Regions from separate parts of the Mus musculus genome. Here all the other regions are linked to region 1. Evidence: chromatin contacts called from public HiChIP or PLAC-seq data. All regions are on one chromosome and are shown on one strand. The core of a region is the stretch at or near the end of the contact, and the rest is flanking DNA. Distances in the headings are between cores, read along the strand shown. Region 1 holds the start of Glp1r (glucagon-like peptide 1 receptor). Region 2 overlaps Btbd9 (BTB (POZ) domain containing 9). Region 3 overlaps Btbd9 (BTB (POZ) domain containing 9). Region 4 overlaps Glo1 (glyoxalase 1).

The links. HiChIP or PLAC-seq counts read pairs in DNA pulled down with a chosen protein or histone mark.
Region 2: a contact with region 1 is called in an H3K27ac HiChIP or PLAC-seq map of neural progenitor cells, with 11 times the contacts expected there. The contact joins the enhancer-like site here to the promoter of Glp1r in region 1. A contact is called at or near these places in 9 of 39 promoter capture datasets (3T3-L1-derived adipocytes, the SN4741 cell line, cancer-associated fibroblasts and 5 more), 2 of 15 datasets of contacts at CTCF or cohesin (embryonic stem cells and stem cell-derived epiblast-like cells), 46 of 484 Hi-C or Micro-C datasets (2-cell embryo, the C2C12 cell line, CD4 single positive thymocytes and 27 more), 11 of 115 datasets of contacts at active chromatin or transcription factors (the HPC-7 cell line, the SCID.adh cell line, differentiating embryonic stem cells and 4 more) and 1 of 9 other capture datasets (embryonic stem cells).
Region 3: a contact with region 1 is called in an H3K4me3 HiChIP or PLAC-seq map of embryonic basal ganglia, with 4 times the contacts expected there. The contact joins the enhancer-like site here to the promoter of Glp1r in region 1. A contact is called at or near these places in 3 of 39 promoter capture datasets (the HPC-7 cell line, cranial neural crest and embryonic stem cells) and 4 of 115 datasets of contacts at active chromatin or transcription factors (embryonic basal ganglia, embryonic stem cells and neural progenitor cells).
Region 4: a contact with region 1 is called in an H3K4me3 HiChIP or PLAC-seq map of embryonic stem cells, with 5 times the contacts expected there. The contact joins the enhancer-like site here to the promoter of Glp1r in region 1. A contact is called at or near these places in 2 of 39 promoter capture datasets (the 3T3-L1 cell line and embryonic stem cells), 1 of 484 Hi-C or Micro-C datasets (the N1E-115 cell line) and 3 of 115 datasets of contacts at active chromatin or transcription factors (all in embryonic stem cells).

Annotation. Positions count from the first base shown.
Region 1 is chr17:30,900,398-30,903,219 of GRCm38.p6, forward strand. Glp1r (glucagon-like peptide 1 receptor) reads left to right here and starts at 1,470. Exons shown (of 13, transcript NM_021332.2): 1 at 1,470-1,557. The coding sequence starts at 1,480.
Region 2 is chr17:30,453,068-30,455,889 of GRCm38.p6, forward strand. All of the region lies in intron 6 of Btbd9 (BTB (POZ) domain containing 9), which reads right to left. Among named protein-coding and RNA genes, the nearest start is that of Btbd9, 120 kb to the right of the region's middle. Within about 2 kb of position 1,369, at least 11 of the 459 cell types and tissues checked have an H3K27ac peak or open chromatin away from gene starts, as enhancers often do. A contact at or near this core is called in the G1E-ER4 cell line, the SCID.adh cell line and neural progenitor cells, where this site is marked.
Region 3 is chr17:30,496,336-30,499,157 of GRCm38.p6, forward strand. The region is part of intron 6 of Btbd9 (BTB (POZ) domain containing 9); the gene reads right to left. Among named protein-coding and RNA genes, the nearest start is that of Btbd9, 79 kb to the right of the region's middle. Within about 2 kb of position 1,471, at least 42 of the 459 cell types and tissues checked have an H3K27ac peak or open chromatin away from gene starts, as enhancers often do. A contact at or near this core is called in embryonic basal ganglia and neural progenitor cells, where this site is marked.
Region 4 is chr17:30,608,387-30,611,208 of GRCm38.p6, forward strand. All of the region lies in intron 1 of Glo1 (glyoxalase 1), which reads right to left. Among named protein-coding and RNA genes, the nearest start is that of Glo1, 2.9 kb to the right of the region's middle. Within about 2 kb of position 1,400, at least 56 of the 459 cell types and tissues checked have an H3K27ac peak or open chromatin away from gene starts, as enhancers often do. A contact at or near this core is called in embryonic stem cells, where this site is marked.

The DNA of each region.
Region 1 (2,822 bases), core at 220-2,719:
CCTGCAGCTGGACTTTTGATGTCCTGATTGGTTCTAAAGCGAGCCACTTCGGGTCATTTAGGTAGATGCTGGTACCAGAAAAGCGAAAAGATCTGGAGACCTTGATGAGCAGAGAATGGCTACTCACTCCAACCTGGGCTGAAGTTCCAGCTTTGCTTTCCGTAAAAGCCCTAGTTAGATCATTTATTTGGATGGATGGTCCTGACAGCTAAACAGCCAAGCCTGTGTGGCACACAGGGGGAACCTGCTTGACCTCAGGCTGGGGCTAAAACAAGGGACTCAAAGGCAGAGCTCACCAGAAGGGAGCTTCTCTCTCTGAGTGGAGCGCGCTCCGCACCTCTCTTGGCTGTCTCCCTCCGCGGGATTGAGCACTGGATGTATAGACCCACTTCCTGCAGGACTTTGGGAAGTTCTGTAATCTCTAAGAGTTGCAGCTATGCATCCAATCTCTCTTCTCTTCCAGAATGGTCCAGACTAGCCCTAGGCAGGTCCAGGGCTGAGTAGAGCCACACCCAACTTCCTTATACTAGTTCATGGTGGGGGGGGGGTGCATCCTCTTGCCTTCCTCAAGAGGTTAGTGGTACACCTCGGCTTGCCTGTCCCACTTATTAACTCACAGAAGAGGTAGGAGTCTGGAGCTCTCCCGACCTGTACTGCAGCCAAGGGCAAAGGTGTGGTGTAGGAAGACAGACTGAAGTGCATAGGGTAAGCTAGTCAGGGCACACATTGTAGCAGGCCCAGGGACAGCAAGGGGTGGACAGGGAACATTTGGAAAGTTCTAGAAAAACAGAATCCAGCCTCAACCCTCTTCACCCTGCAATTTCTAAAGTTTTAGATAGAAAGGACCCTAAGGACTCTTCTGGGATCTCTTGTCCTGATCCCTACCACCTTGACTGCTGTGCAGGCCCAGAAGGCTGGGCTTGGGATGAGGAGAGGATTGGGGAAGTAGGTGGCACCCAACTAGTCCGATCTTTCTTCCCTAGTAACTAGCAGCTTGTGGGATACTTTCCAGAAGTCTGACCAACACTATGACCTTGTACCAATCCTACACCTTTCCTGGCCTCAGTTTCCTTTTGGAAGCACTGACTCGGTGGGGGCGTGGCTTTCCTTAGTTGAGGGGGAGCCAGGAGGAGATCGGGGTGCGGGGGTGGGAGGCGGGCTCCACTGGTCGCAGCGAGCTGGCCAGGCGCAGGCACCACAGGCGCTCAGAGCTAGAAGCTCCGCTCCTGCGGCTCTTAAACCTGAGTGGAGCCCGCGGGGAGCACAGCGCCGAACATCTCCTGGCCCGGGACGCTGGAGGCCGGTCTGGCCCCGGGCCTCCTGAAACCCAGGCGGAAGAGGACAGGGACCCCGCCCGATCCCTCCTGCGGACGGGCGGGGCGGCCCCACGCCAGCTCCTCCCCCCGCAGCCCGGCAGGGATCAGTCGCGGCGCGCGGTTCCGCAGGTGGCAGCTATGACCCAGTCCTGAGCGCCCAGCCATGGCCAGCACCCCAAGCCTCCTGCGCCTGGCGCTCCTGCTGCTCGGGGCGGTGGGCAGGGCCGGCCCCCGCCCTCAGGTGAGCCCTGGGAACCCCGGTGACAAATGGGAGGGGGACGCTGCGGTGTTCTGCGGGCACAAGAGCTAGCGGAGGGGCTCCTGGACTTGAGCAGAAACTCCGGGACCCCAGACAGGGGAAGTGCAAGGCTCAGGCGAGGAAGAGACAGAGGAGTTGAGGAGTCCAGGTGGGGATTGGACATGAGGTGACTACCCTCATCCTGAAGAGCTGCCTCACTTCTCGGCTCCAGCTGCTCTGTCAGGGCACCAGCTGCCCCAGGGTTGCCCTGCTCTGACTTCTGCGACCCGTCTTTGTCCCTTATTACTTTCCCAACTCCTTTTCCAAACCCACTGGCACTCTGCCTTCCCTCTGTACTCAGAACCCCTGCGGTGCCTTCCCCTGCACTCCTCCTGGGCTTCCTTGTGTATGGGGTACCCAGGAAGCTCTAGAGGACCGAAGGGGCCTGGTTGTAGAAATGCAGCTTCCTCCCATCACCTCATCACAGTCTTTGACTCATAGCCCCAGGGACCCTGCAGCCTGTTGTCCTTCCTGATGACCTCCCAGGTGGCACTGACTTGCCACCTCCACCCCAGCCTCTGCAGCAAACATGCAGCAGGTTCCCTGTTTCTTCTGGATCAGCCAGGCCCTCTCATACACTCGGCTAATACCCATCCTAGACCCCCTTGGATTAATAACCCACCAGAAAGAATACCGAGGGTCACCGGAACATCCAACCTCCTTGGTGTCGCCAAAGACTAGGTCGCAGCTGGACTCTTGTGGGCTCTTCTCTGACTCTCTCTGACCTGCCTGTGAATCCTGCCCCAGGCTCCTGCCCTGGCCATGATGGCCAGCTGCTTGTATGGAGGGCGGTTGTTCAAATGTGCCAGGATACCCTTGCATAGAAGAGGCCCAAGGCTGGGCAGTGTTCCTATAGAAGGGAGTACTTTACACATCATGTCTTGTGTCCACCTCCAGAGCTAAAGGGCTTAACCGTTGGGGAGTGGGCCTGCATCCGTTTGAGCTTGGTCTGACATAGGAGGGCACAGACCTCAGCCCTGGCTGAGAACCGAGTTGTGGACAGAGGTGCCTCCCCAGGAAGTGCACTGTCTCAGCTCCCAAACCCTTTCCCAGATTAATCCTCTCCCTGTTCTCCAGGGCCAACTGTCCCCAAGAGATACCTTCCCAGTCTCTGGCACTGCCTCTCTGTTCCCCTGCAGGCCATGGCTTTCCTGGTGACATTGGGATCTTTCCAGCCACAACCGCAGATTCGCTGCTCAGTTCCTTCT
Region 2 (2,822 bases), core at 119-2,618, 450 kb before region 1:
CTCCCTCATGCCGCCATGACAGTCAACATATCTCATTCATCTCTTCTCTGTCCGGTTCCATTTTCAATCCTGTTTATTGTCTTTCATGTTGAGAGACTACTTTCCAAACTATGGGGAGGGTAAGACTATCATGAAAGAAGCTTTTTGGTCAGGGTTAAATTCCCACTAAAGTAAAATTCCTTCACTGCTTGCTTTGTCATGGATAACATGGGAAAAGAATAACCAGATCTCATTTAGAGGAAAACCCACACACAGAACAGCCTAAGGCAATGTGTAAGGCAGAGAGAAACAAAGGCCAGACTTCCCACCAGAGACCCCACCAGGCCTCCAGTATCTGTTGCCATTCAGCCGGTGGGCGGGCACCTTTTACAGGAGGAAGATGGTGGGAGGGCTGACAGTTACAGGAGCAGGAGACTGGAGCTGTACCCTCCATTTCCAGCAGTAAAAGGGGGCTGACACGTCCACCTACTAAGACAGTGTGTGCAAGGATCAAATGCAGAGAAGAGCTCCAGGAGCAGAGGAGGGAGGTAACATAATCTAAACCCTGCATCACTCACTCTCCAGCAGCCTCCTTCAGAAGCTCCTCAGCTTCTACCCGAGAGCCAGCACACTGTGGTTCAATTAGCGGTGACACCGGACAATGATACTTTGTGGGAGAGCTTGTGTGTGCACAGGTACACAAACACACAGCACACAAACAACGTAATACTTATAGTATGGTAAGGAAAATTACAATGTACACAAACATGAATTCATTAAAAACCTGTTAACCCTCAGTGTGCTGAAAGACTGCATTTTCCGTACAAAATCACCTTTCAAGCTTTCCATTTAAAATTTCATTCCCAAAATATTGCCATGCACATAAAAATTACAATGATATAAAAGTATGATAAACAGTTGATGAACCTTGTTTATAGGATTTTGGAAAACCTAAACAATTTAAATGTAGAATTTTATCTAAAAATAAGGAGATATTTATGTACTTTAGCGCTTAAAATTTCTTCGAATTATGAACAAAATCTCCAGAGTTTAGGAAAGTAAGATAGCTTGTTTCGAGCTAACAATTATTTTGAGAGAGCAAAAGTTTCTTTCTCCAGCACCTGCAGAAACAGTGTTTACTGAGAAAGAATGACTTGTGTCTACAGACAGAGGGCTGTAATGGGCAGTTTTGGTGGAACACATCACAGCAGTGCAAGCCAGCTGCCACAAACCTGTCGTCTGGTTTTGACTTGGACTCATCTGATTTCTGAGAGCAGTCAGAGCTTGGAGAACAGCGGGGCATTTGCTTTGCTGACTACTGAGAGTCAATGGTGGCATGGGCTGGGCTCACAGGGTCCTCCGGCAGGATGCCTGAGAAAAGAGAGTTCTCATTCGTCTTGCAGGTGCCAGGATAAGGGCTGTCACATGGGACATTCCTTCTCTCTGTTTAAATACTGAGAGTAATTTTCATTTAAGAAGAACAGTACTATGAACCTCCTTCATTGAAAGAATGAGTTTTAGCAGAAAAGGACCTCCAGTTAACCTAGTGTAGCCGTAGTTACACTGAATGCAAATTTAAAATAAAAACAGAGTGTGGAATGGGGGGGAGGGGGCAGGGCTGAGGACAGCATTGACTTGTGCCAGCCTGGGCTTGACGGAAGCCTCTCTGTAGTCTGATCATGCAATGAAACTGATTTAGTGGTTTTTGTTATAATTAGTCACATTAATTAATGCTAAAAAACAATGTTAACAGTATATTATTTTCATCTAGTTAAATAAAGGATTATACACATTTGTGTAAATTACACAGCATTAAACATTTAAATAACTTGAAATGAAGCCATTACTGTCATTCAAACAAGTTTCCACAGCTAAAGGCTGAATGTTAAGTATGAACGGATTCAGTATTACAAGAATATGAATCCTTTATCTTTGAAGAAAAATGAGAGTTGATGACTTCTCCCTTGAAAAAAGTGGTTTGCAGTGGCATAGCGCCCTCCAGTGGCCAAGTGTTCAAAATGCAAGTCTCAGAGGCCACTGTTCCATTCTTTTCACACTGAACAAAGGGAGTAACATGAGCGCCTTTATTTATTTATTTATTTATTCATTTATTTATTTAATTTTTTTTTTTTAAAGATTTATTTATTTATTATATGGAAGTACATTGTAGCTGTCTTCAGACACTCCAGAAGAGGGCGTCAGATCTCGTTACGGATGGTTGTGAGCCACCATGTGGTTGCTGGGATTTGAACTCTGGACCTTCGGAAGAGCAGTCGGGTGCTCTTACCCACTGAGCCATCTCACCAGCCCTATTTATTTATTTTTAACACGAGTGCTTATCTCGTCACATTTATCATGTCATACTATCTTCCCACTGTTACTTTTCCCTCACAAAATTTAAACCTCTTTATTCAAATCTCATTTGTTCCTTCTAAGACAAGCTCTGAGGGACAGGAGACAGACAGAGCCTCACACGGGTTCAGGGCTTCAGGAGAAGCGAGTGGATCCCTCCAGTCCCAGGCCAGTGGCTGGCCTTCTGCAGTAGAAACTGACAACTGACTCCTAAACGTTCAAATTTAAACAAGATCATAAAAATCACGGGACACTCTTCTGTTACACAACCTGTGAGCATTGTAACAGCAAGTTAGGGTCATAAAGTATCCGGTACTCTCTTTCTGTGTGTCAACAGTTTTCTAGAGCCAAATAGTTTTCCTGAGGTGGCAGGAAGCAGCTCCCTCAAGCTAATACAAAATGCTTCTGATCCCGCCCCCCAAACATTGATCTTTCATAGTCAAAGGATCATACTTTCATTCACAATAAGAACCAAAATGAGTAAGGTTGTT
Region 3 (2,822 bases), core at 221-2,720, 400 kb before region 1:
ATCTCCTTTGTACTTTTGCTGCCCTGTACATTACACTTGGCTATTATTCCCTCCCCTTTTCTCTCTGTCCACTCTGTCCCTACATGCTGGTCCTCTTCTTCCCCACAAATGTGCTTTCATGTTACATGTACTCCAGAGCCATCTCTTCCTCTTCTTCCTCCTCCTCCTCCTCCTCCTCCTCCTCCTCCTCCTCCTCCTTTCCCTGAAGAGATTGTCCTCCATTCATGGCCCCTCTCTACTTCAATGTCCTACACACATACGTAAGATTAGGTATGAGAGAATAAGGAAGGACAATATTTGTCTGACTCTAGCTTGTTTAACATGACTTCTGGTTGCACACACTTTTCTGCAGATGTCATGACTTCACTCTTTATGAGAGAATGGAGCTCCACTGTATTAGGTACCACATTTTCTTGTCCATTCATCTGCTGGTTGGTCCATTCTTAGCTGTTGCATTTGAATGCAGCAGCAAATAGGAACATCAGGTGTGTGGTGTGTGCACTGTGAGTCTTTCGGGGCCTATCTAGAAGTATTTTAGCTGGAGCATGGGCTAGTTTTTGTTGTCTAAGGAAACTTCTCTGACTTCCATGTTTGTGCCAGCTTATACCCCCACTAGCAGTATATGAGGACTGCCCTACAGTCATGTCTTGATGAAGCAATTCTGACTGAGGTGAGATGGAATCTCAAAGCAGTTTTAAGATCCATTTCTCTGATGGCTGACATTTCTGATGTTTGGACAGCTTTCCAAATATTTTTGGCCACTAAATAACATTTTTACAAATAACACATTTATGCATAACTATATTTAGAAAAAAGATAACTATACTATATGTTCTAGTGAACATGTCAAAGATAAGTAAAATTTCTATTGTCATATTTTAAAGTGATTACAAATTTTAAAAATCTCCTGAAATAGTCGAATTTATGAATCCATACCTTAAATTTACTTGGTTTCTTTAAACTAGGCTTATACATCATCTACCACCTTGATTTCAGCCAAAAATCATGAATTGGAATCTTGCTCTCACCCTAGAGAATCAATGGTAAAAAGGAAACTTACAGAAAAATATTTTTGTTTTGCAGCTTATGGCATGATACATCCATGAATCGCACTGAAAATTTGTCCCTTGAAATCAATCTATGTTTACACATAGAATGTGCCCCAAAGTTCTCTAACAGAGAAAAGTGTTTAATCAAACTATCTGCTGACAGCTGGTTAGAGCTGATCTGAGGGCAGAAAGAAATGAGCGCCAGCCACTGATCCTTTGTTTTGGGTATGGGAGCTGAATATGCAAATGAGCCCAGAGTGGAGCCTCATTATGTGCTTCACACTTCCAGTGTGATTTTAAGCACCCTAGGTATACACACACACACACACACACACACACAGAAAGCACAGCCATCTCAACAAGCCATGCGCGTCATCTGTTCAGAACCAGGAGCCGCATGCACGCGTCTACAACATTAACTGCAAGGCAGATGGTAGGCGCTGATCAACAGACACAAAATAAACCCCACGTCCTACTCCTCAAACAGTCCCTCAGTGCTTTCCTTTAGAAAAATATCAAGCAGCTTTTCTCTACTGTTGATTTGCAACTCCACGGTTACAATGGGCAACACAAAGGAGACTTCAAAGGACGAAAGATGTTCCTTGGCACAGATTTGCTTTCCTAGTCTTAGACAGGAGATAACACTAACTTTGAAACTCACAGAATTCTGTAGTTTTTATCAGTATCTAATGTGTAAATGAGCTCTTTCTATAACTGGAGGTTTAGCTTTCAAAATACATAATTACTGATCATTTTAGTCTGCATTGCATTTCTTTTGCAGGGTGAAATGATCTAAAACAGCTGTTATGTCCTAATAGCTTTATAATGTGCAGAGAATTTCTATGACTACCCAAAATTAAACCTATAGCTTCCCACCAGGCAGAATGTAGTCATGTGTACATGTGACCCACGTTATTTGGAACAATTATTAACTTATGAAATTATAATTTGAAGCATAATGAAGAAAAACCCTGCCATTCTTGAATGAGGTCAGAGACACCGAGCCCACACTGACCGCTCCCCACTGTCCTCAGCAGCACTGGACTGAAGGAGCCCAAGTGTCCCATTGCTGCCATTCCTTGCAGGGACCGAGCCCTCTATTTTCATACTGGGAGATGAATGTTCAGAAGGTGAACCAAGTCTGGCACTCTGCCCAGAACGTCTGGCAGCCGACAAGTAATCTGGTTTTATTGCTGGTCTACTCTCCCCTGAGCTGACCTTGCATCCAGAGAGAGCACCCTGAGCTGGGGACGTGTACCATTTATAATCATCACCAAGAAAGCACTGATCATCTTATTAACCATGAGACTGGTATGCATCATTCTCTTTAAACACATTCCTGTAAGGTGAAATAATTAAAAACCTTGTTTCCTCCTATCTCCCTTTAATAATGGGGGAGGGGGCAGCAATATTAAGAGAGTTTTCCAGAAAAATCTAATATTCAGGCAGCTACATTCAAGGACGATGAGAGGGTTAAGAGGACTCTGCTACGTGACAAGTATTACCTACAGAAGTGTAAAGGCAGGCCCAGGAATAATTAGACAAGTGCATAGGGTACATTGGGCCACTCCAGCTATAAATATTAAAGGTCAAAGCAATCACTGCCAGGCAGTGTGGGTGACGTCTGAAGGTACACAAGCCTAGTTCTGAACTAACATCAACCAACATCCCCCCAGAATACTGTCCTCAAAGCAAGCAGGACAGGAAGTGACTGCCACGCACAACAAAGGTGTGTCCACTCTGGCTTCTTCCACTGTCCTTCCAGCGTCTTGT
Region 4 (2,822 bases), core at 150-2,649, 290 kb before region 1:
CAAATCATATCAAACCAAAGTGAACTGAAGAGGTTCTAATCCAAGCCCAGCCATGCATGCTACCAAGTCCTTGGCTGCTTACCCTTCCTGGGAATTCTCCTTCAAACCTTTCTAATAACTACTGCAGGGCTCAAGGCCTCCTCGCTTCCACCTGGACTGCTCTCTGCTTCTTGCAGGCTTATTCAAATACAATCTGGAGTGGTCGTTCTCAAATCAAAATCCTAGGTTAATAAAACCAAACCAACCCCCTGCACATGTGTTCGCTGTGCACCTACCTATTCAACATTGTCTTTATCATTGCTTCCTTAGACCAGTTACTCCAATCATTTCCTATGTCAAATGCTCATCACTTAGGAAAAAGAGGTATGTTCTCCCAACAAATGTATCTTTATTGCCATTACATACATGTATGATATTCTACTACAACTCTAGCCTAGGGGTGTGTCTCGGTCTCAGAGCACATATGTGCTTAGCAAGTCCAAAGTTCTGGGTTCAGCGCACACACACACACACACACACACACACACACACACACACTCCAATCTTTATAGGATGAGAAAAAAATAATTATTACAAGAGTTGTCAAATTTTGAGTACCCCAAAGGTTGTTTTATGCTCCCACCCTGTCCTAGTTAGACTTTTACTGCTGTGAATAGACACCACGACCAAGGCAACTCTTTTTCCTCGGTGATGAGCATTTGACATAGGAAATGATTGGAGTAACCGGTCTAAGGGAGCAATGATAAAGATAATGTCCCCAATGACTGGTCCCCAATCTGCCAGGCTAGCTTTCTCTACCCCTGCTTCATGTGAACTCCACCATACTATGACCTTCTGCCACCCCACTACTACATTTTGCTAAGATATTTCCTCCCCTTCCCCTGAACTCTCTCCTGCGTAACTCTCTGGGTGTGGAAATCCCATCCAACGAAAACATGGTTCTACCACCACCTTCTGCTCAATGCATTCCTAATGCATTCCTCGACCCTAACAGCTAAAATACCACCGTGAGTGCTATCTCCATAGACCAGCGAAATGCATTTTGTCTCACTGTACCCTCACAACAGCTGAGTCATCTTTATGTTCCTTTTATGAGCCCCAGGAGCCCTGCCAAGATGGGAGTGATCACAGACACTCCCACAGATGGGGATCCAAAGGCAGGACTCCAGATTCCAAAGCCTACAACATAACACCGATGTGAACTTTGAAAACCCCCCATCTTCTCTGTGCTCCTACCGGGAGAGATCATCTTTGCTGACAACTTGGAACTAGATTTAGAATCACCTAAAGTTTTAGAGTAGGTTAAGGAGGGAAGACCCACCCTGAATGTGGGTGGCGTCATCCACGGGCTAGGCTTTCAGACTGAGTAAAAGTAGGAAACCAGCCAGCTATGTGCCAGTCACGGATACGTGACTGCAGACACGTGACCTGCTACCTCAAGCTCCTGAGCCTCCCTTGCACCGAGCCCTCCCACCACCACGGAATGCACCCTCAAACTGTGAGCCAAAATGACGCTTTCCTTGCTTTTCAGCAGGCACAAAAGCAACCAGTACACCAGAATGCTTTGTAATGCCTTTAATTCCGATTCCATCGGAGCTGGTATATGTTTGGCATAGGATGAAGTCAACCCCCCCCTCGCCCCGCCCCAAAGTGCCTTTCATGCTCTTTGCGGTTAGCATATAATCAAGCTAAGATTTCATTGGTTGCAGGCTTTTTCCCTGCCCCTCTACAAGTTGTACAATTACGCTTGAGTTATCTCAGAAGGGGAGAAGGAAGAGGCTGGGCATGTGGGCTCTTCTCTGGGCAAGTTACTCAAGTACCTGGGTCTAAGTCTCCTTATTTGTAAAATGGAGACAATTCTCCTTTCCTCATAGAGTTGCTACAGATGAACTTAAAACATCCGTCCAGGGCTTAGCACACTCAACACACACCATATATTATATAATTAGCTGTACATCTCCAAATGGTGTGCCCATTTGCCAAAAATGACTAATCTCAAAAGGAGAATTCCAAATCAAGAGAAATTAGGAGACTGTGAAATATAAATCAAAATCCAATAAAAGTGCACTTCGTATATTTTTAAAGATCTCCCTGAGGCTGGAGAGATGGTTCAATGGTTAAGAACACTGGCTGGCTGCTCTTCCAGTGGTCCTGAGTTCAAGTCCCAGCAACCACATGGTGGCTCACAACTACTGTAATGAGATCTGATGCCCTCTTCTGGTGTGTCTGAAGACAGCAAGACAGCAACAGTGTACTCTCATCTTTATAAAAAAAAGGATCTCCCTGAGATTTCTAGTTCATTCATTCATTCATTCATTCAGTTTTTGTTTGTTTGTTTGTTTGTTTGTTTGTTTTATTGGGTTTGTTGGTTGTTGTTGCTGCTGCTAAGCACTGAATTCAAAGTCAAGCATGCTCCCTACCACACCACATTCCCAGGCCCTAGAGTCTTACAGTTTGAACAGCCTGCTACCTAAAATCCCCAGTTACCTAGGGAGTCAACTGACACAGAACAATACCCAGAATCCGGGTGTGCTTTGTAGAAAATAGCACATAGCCCAGCAAGAGTTTTAATCTTTTAATCTCAGCACTTGGGAAACAGGCAGATGGATCTCTGTAAGTTTGAGGCCAGCCTGGTCTATACAGCAAGTTCCAGTACAGGCAAAGCTACATAGTGAGACCCTGTCTAAACAAGAAAATGTGTGTGTGTGTGTGTGTGTGTGTGTGTGTGTGTGTGTGAGAGAGAGAGAGAGAGAGAGAGAGAGAGAGAGTGGGGGGGAGGGAAGGATGGATGAACAAATTTTCAGTAATGTAGGAAACCAATT